Regions from separate parts of the Neogale vison genome. Here region 1 is linked to region 2. The links are chromatin contacts, called in public Hi-C maps. All regions are on one chromosome and are shown on one strand. Each heading gives the region's core, a stretch centred on a gene start, on an enhancer-like site or on the middle of the called end of the contact. The rest is flanking DNA. Distances are from core to core; before and after follow the strand shown. Region 1 overlaps RUNX1 (runt-related transcription factor 1). Region 2 has its middle 500 kb from the start of SETD4.

Region 1 (3,239 bases), core at 78-2,577, 680 kb before region 2:
TCACAACAAGCCGATTGAGTTAGGACCCTGCAAACAGCTCCTACCACGCGGCGACAGGGGCGCGGATCTTCGGCAAGCAGCTCCAGGGAGACCAACATACAAGTTCAGGGGCCTTTATTGCTGCGGGAGGGGGGGAAGGGGACTGGGGGGAGGCGGGTGACCAAGTTACTAACAGTCCAGGAGCGGGGGCAGTTCTGTGATGCCGGTGAGCCTTATAACCGGCAGGGCTCCTAGCAACCGACAGCTTAAATCTTTAAAAACTGGGCGACTAGAATCCAAAGTCAAATGCCGAGGGAAACTGTCTTCTGAATCTTGCTTTGAGAGTTTAACTTCAGTCTCTGGCTGTTAAAAAAAAAAAAAAAAAAACTTCCCGGAGGCAAAAATTCCCATACACTTACTAAAATATTTATACGGAGAGCAAAAGGACCAGCAAATACATAATTTGGAAGTTCCAGTAGTAAATCGCCTGTCAGTTTTTTTTTTTTTCCAGGTGAGTTTTGTCTAAAGTCCCAGTACAACACAAAATATGCGAGTGTCGTCCGTACACAGAGCCACTTTCATCATGCAAAACTGGCTTCGGTCCTCAAAAGCAAGAGCTGCTACTTCCAAAGGTCATGCTACTAATGTATGTGCACGTATATATAAATATATACATTTGCTCTACTTCATAAAATATTTACAATTCAATCTGTAGAGAATTTAAACACAACAGAAATCCATTAATGTACGCTGCTGATTCTTTTTTTAAGTAGCCTTGAAAATAATCTTCAGTAGTTGAAGAAGGGCTGGGCTAGAAATACTTGTCATGTTCTTAATAAATTCTGGCAAAACGCTTAGTTCAGAAAATTCAGTTTTTCAAAGAAAAGCTAATCTTAAAGGAAAAAAAAAAAAAAAGTCCAAGTCGATGACACTCAGAGTACAGCTCTCCACATCTGAGAACTCGGGTTTGGGGATGTTGGTTAAGTTTGTGGCTGATCCTGTGGTTGGTGGGAGTTGAGCAGCCGCCGAGTCACACGCACGCAGACACGCACTCTTCCGAAGCCAGCCGCTGTCTACATCGACTCGGTGAGTCAGCCCGACTTGGGCAGTAGTGAGACGATCTTCCTCCAACGTCGCCCCAGCGCCGGCCGGTTAAATGCCGGGACGCACCTATACCTACGATCACGATCACCGCGGAACCGCAGCAGGTGGAGCGGGCCTGGAGAGGCTCCGCAGCGCTGATCGAAACAGACCGGGCGGCTCGAACTATACACGCAGTCACACTCCCACGCACACTGCCACGCACACGCAACTTCACGGCTTGCCTCGAAGCACAGCACACTTTCTCCTGCAGTTGTCAAAGGAAACAACCGGGGAAAAGTTCACAGGCAGGAAAGAAGTTGAACAGCCAGCCAAGAAACCAATTCATTCAAGAAAGAGAAAGAAGAAGAAAAAAAAAATCGTAGCTCCAACGCAGGTCAAGAAGAAGCAGCGAGGGTTGACTGTCTTCTGGCGTCCCCAGGAGCCCCAGGAAGAGGTGCCTGCCCGCGCAAGGCCGGGCAGCGTGGTGCCCTGGCTGGGTCCGGCCGCGGGGCGCCCGTCCCGCCTGCGCCCGCTGGCTCTATGAATGAGAGTGCCTGGAAATGAACGTGCTTTTACTGTAAGCCCGGCCCGAGGAATTCCATTCCCTCAGCTCGTTTGCATAGGGGCGGCCGCCGTCCAATCACAGGCCTTTCCGGTATCAGCCAGGGCGCGGCTCACCGCCGCGGGCTCCTGGAATTGGCCCGCGCGCCCCCGCCGCCGCCGCCGCGCGCTACTGTACGCGGCCTCCGCGGAGAGTCCGAGGCTACCGCGGCCTCCCCGCTCTCCCCGCGCACCCGCATCCACGCACGCACACGCACACGCACACACTCACACATTCGCCCGAGGCCCCGCCCTGGTGCGAACCGCGGCCCTGCGTCTTTGCACACATGCACAGTCGCGCGGCCGCCCGCCCGGGGCTGCAGTGCGCAGCGGCGCCACTGGCGGCCGCGGTCTGGAGACGGAGGATGTGGAAGGAGAGGAGGCTGGCTGGCCCAGGGACGGCTGGGGCCGCGCGCCGTGCCGCGAACGGCCCCGGGGCCGGAGACCAGCCGGACGGAGGCGCCCCTCGCTCCCTGGAGATGCAGCGGCCGCCGAGAGGCTCCCGGGACCGGCGCCGGAGCCCCGGGGCGGCCCCAGGCCCTGCGCGGCCACCCGCGGCCGAGCCTCTGCTTCCTCTGCGTGGGTGGGATTCGGCCGCGAGGGGGCCGGAGGGCCGAGGGCCGAGGGCCGAGGGCCGAGGGCCGGGCCGCAGAGCGGCTCCGCGCGGCCCCAGAGCCGGGTGGGCAGCAGTAGAGAAGTGGCGCTGATTCATTTAGTGAGGCCAGACGGTTCTCGGTCTCCACAACATGGTTTTGTGTTTTTAGTTTTCTCTCTTGGTTTGTTTTCTTTAATTGGTGTTTTCACCGCGTCTGGGCTGCGGCTTAATTATGCAGCGCGCCCCACTCAGTCTGAGTGTGCTTCGCGGCGAGCAAAGGAGTGTCGGGATCAGAAAAGACCCCAAAGAACAAGCTCGGGGAAAGTTGAAAGCATCCGCTGGGCTGTTTCCCTGTTCTGGGAGCGTCGGCTCCCCCGCAGGCGGCACTGAAAGCCCCCCGCTGGGCCCAGGTCGCCCGAGCCCTGCACCCACCTCCGGCTCCCCGGAAACGGCTCTGGCTCCTCTCCCCGCCCCCGCCCCCGCGCGCCGGAGCGGCCCGGGGTGCTGAACCCACCCTGGCTTTGCGCGCGGGCGGGAACTTCCCCAGCGTCGGTCCCCGCGGCGCCGGGGGCATTTTCGCGGAGCTTAGAAGGGCCCCACCCCGGCGCGCAAGGCCCGTTCCCCCCTCACCCCCCACCCCCGCCTGCCGAGGGGCTCCCTAGCTCCCCGGGGACCCACTCCGCCCCCATCACCGCCGTGGGGTCCTCATCACCCGGGGGGAGGGCTCTCACCCCACCCTCAAAACGGAGACATCCACTTCAACTCCCGAGAGTGTGGGGGATCCCCTCCCGCGCCCCCCCCCCGCCGCGGGGGCCCCTCCCGCCCGCCGCCTCCTTCCCCACTGCGAACGCGCGGCTAGGGTGCTGGGGCCGCCGTCGCGCCGAATTCTTCTTGGGCTCTGCGGCTGGGGCCTAACGGATGCGTCGGTCAGGGCGGGCCTGCCGGGTAGGCCCTTCCCGGGCGCCCAGGCTGCTTCCCTTGC
Region 2 (3,330 bases), core at 295-2,794:
CAGAATTCCAACCCACTACCTTTGTAGGCAAAATATAGGCCCAACTGGACTATACCCATGGGACTAGGGTCAAGGAGAGTCAACACAATAAAGCTCACACTGTCTACTGCACAACAAGTAACAAAGTCCTTTGTTTCTGATACAAGGATCTCATATCTTCTGCCAGCACCCATGAAACTGTGCCAAGACAACTGACAACCTGTTAGCTTGAAAGTATGGTGGAGATCTTAGACTGCATTGATCTCACATCATGGAAAATGACCAATTGCTGACTGAATTTGAATTTAGCCTGAATTTGAATAATCACTTCTTAATAATGTTTATTTTAAAACTTAGCTCTAGTGTTCAGGTAAGATCCTCATTAAAGTGGAATATTTTGAAAAATAGATCTCCAGTATATATCTGGATATATATCTGAAAAATATATATCCAGATCTCCTCTGGCCACAGAACTTGAAGTTGAACCCCTCAAGCCCCCAGCTGTTGCCAGATATACCAGGGGCTATAGATCTAATAAGACATAATATGCTGATTCTCTCAGATAGTGAAGGTGTTCAAAGATCCAGGGGACAAGGAGAGCCCCCTCTCCTGAGAACAACTGCAACCTTTTCAGCTCCCAGGGTAACAATCAAACACTGATTACTCTTGCTTTTTACTTATGGAACTGTGGGACAATATGTGTTTGTTTGTTGGTTCCCTTGTTACAGGATCCAAGAGTAATCTCATTAAGCGTATGCATCAAAAAGACAATGGAAGAGAAAATACACTTACTGGTGGAAAGAAGAAAAGGCATTAAGACTTTTTCAGGTGAAGAAGGAAGGCAAACTATAGACTGACACTGGAATTGGCAATATGTTTGAAGTCCAAAGGATGTTCACATTCATTCATAGGTGGACAAAGAGTGTGAGTAGCTCCATATATAGAACACAAGGAAGAACTATTAAGAAATTTATCAGCTTCCTGTAGCTGCATGGAAAGCAGTTAGGTTTCTTTCACTTGGAAATGAATCAGGCCTGTCATGACTTAAAAGCCTATATAAACCCCCTTCTCTTTCAAACTCTCTTAAAAACATATATGTGTGCGTGTGTGTGTGTGTGTGTGTGTGTGTATACACAGGAATTATAACATATAGGTTTTTTATTAAAAACCTATAACCCCCTTCTCTTTCAAACTTTCTTAAAAACATATATATACAGGAATTAAATGATTGTATAGTTATATGACTGTGTAATTATATACATTAGAATTATGTGTAAGAATTATATATGACATAGTCATTTCAGAAAAAGATCTTTCTAAACTGCCCATAAACATAAAGGCTTTCTCTACTATTACTGCTTCTCTGTATTGTATTTAAACTTCTGCAGCCACATGTCAGTTATAAAGTATACTGTTAAGATAACATCAAGAAGGTTAGATTAGTTAAACGGCACTATGGGTATGATAATCTTCATTTGAAATCAGAGACCAAAAAGACTCAAAGCTGGAGCAATAATTTCACTCTTACTTAATATGCTTTTCAGATTAATCTAAGAATGACACCAAAAGGCCAAGATAAGAAATGCAGGCGGTGAACACAAGCAAACTCCTTTTCTTAAAGAGCATTTTTTATTAGAAATGAATACACTCATGTAATAAAGTGGTAGGTATTAACAGTGTCCTAAAACACTTCAGTTTTCCATTATTATGTTTGTTTAAGAACTTTTAGTTTCAAACAGAAATAAAATGAGCTTTCACTCCAAATATTATATTTGCCCAATCTAATTTATATTCATTTAATTTATATTCATTGCCCAATCTAATTTTGACACTGATTTTGTAAACTATTTGGTGAAGAGCAAACATGGGCTACACAGTTAGTTACTTAGCATCTGTGATATACCAGGCCTTGTGCTTGTATTGGATTCAGAGGGATGAAAACCAGTTAACGCCCTTAAGGAGCTCAAATTCAGATTTTTCCTTCAAGATAAAAAAAAAAAACAAACATATGACTTAGTTTTTTTCTCTCCAAAGGCTATACAAGTTGGAATTTGTTCCAAATTTTCTGGAAAATAGACAGCAAGGGGGAAATCAAGACAAGTTTTACTCAGCATGTTCTATATATTCTTTTTTTTTTTAATTTTTTATTTTTTATAAACATAAAATATATTTTTATCCCCAGGGGTACATGTCTGTGAATCGCCAGGTTTACACACTTCACAGCACTCACCATAGCACATACCCTCCCCAGTGTCCATAACCCCACCCCCTTCTCCTAACCTCCCTCCCCCCAGCAACCCTCAGTTTGTTTTATGAGATTAAGAGTCACTTATGGTTTGTCTAGCATGTTAACTGATATTCTAACTATTGTAGAAGCCTCCATTTTCCCCACTGAGGTGGGAAGGGCAAAGATGTTAAAAGTTCTTACTTCCGTATACTTTTTTTTAGGGTGTGTCTTTCTAATTTAGTTGCTTGGTTTCTTAAAATTCCTTCAGCCAGGATGTGATGATTCTGGGTCTGCTGGGGCAAATGGGCTTGGCTGGGTCAGATGAAGGCAAATGCTAAGAGGACCTCCAGTTTATGTAAAAGAGGGAGTCAAGACTCGTTGTAGCCCAGGCAAGGTGCTGAGGACAGAAGACCAGCTAGGGATTGAAGGCCAAGCCTCAGCTGACAATGAAGTGGGCTCCTTTGCCTGGAGTGTCCTTAATGCTAAAGACAGACTGTGAAAACCTATATAATTTTGCAAATATGTTCCACAAACTGTCCTCTTTTACACACATAATTCTAAGGAAAATATCCCACTTTAATTTATGAGGCTGGTATAACCTAGACATTAAAACTAGGCGGGACATTACAAGTAAAAATTGCTATTATTCAGCAGTTGCATATAACACCCAGTGCTCATCACATCACATGAACAACTAAGCTCTCCATCTGCAAATAATGATATATTATATGCACATACTTTTTTTAAAAGCAAAAATTGCTATAGACAATCTATCATATGATCATAAATGGAAAAACTCTAAAAATATTAGTAACCTAAATCTATGAAACTATTAAATAAATACATTATGTTAGGTTACTATTAGAAAATCTATTTATATAACTCACAACATAATACCGGAGAAAAATAATATGAATATCACAATACATAGAAATACACAAAGATTCAATGCCTTTAAGGATAACAACAACAACAGCAAAATACACAAACAAGTCAAGAATGGAACGAAATCCTTTAATCTGATCAATGGAATCAATCTAAATCTACATAATGGTGAAGAATCAGTGACATTCTTATAAAAGGAACAAGTCAGGGACAAGAAAAAAATGCCTATTCTCACTGTT

The links. Hi-C and Micro-C count contacts between places; a contact is called where the count stands out from the background.
Region 1: a contact with region 2 is called in a Hi-C map of muscle, with 5 times the contacts expected there. The contact joins two enhancer-like sites. A contact is called at or near these places in 2 of 3 Hi-C or Micro-C datasets (fibroblasts and muscle).

Annotation. Positions count from the first base shown.
Region 1 is chr6:10,071,084-10,074,322 of ASM_NN_V1, reverse strand. All of the region lies in intron 2 of RUNX1 (runt-related transcription factor 1), which reads right to left. Among named protein-coding and RNA genes, the nearest start is that of RUNX1, 160 kb to the right of the region's middle. Within about 2 kb of position 1,327, the one cell type or tissue checked has open chromatin away from gene starts, as enhancers often do. A contact at or near this core is called in fibroblasts, where this site is marked.
Region 2 is chr6:9,387,800-9,391,129 of ASM_NN_V1, reverse strand. No RefSeq gene overlaps it. Among named protein-coding and RNA genes, the nearest start is that of SETD4, 500 kb to the right of the region's middle. Within about 2 kb of position 1,544, the one cell type or tissue checked has open chromatin away from gene starts, as enhancers often do. A contact at or near this core is called in fibroblasts, where this site is marked.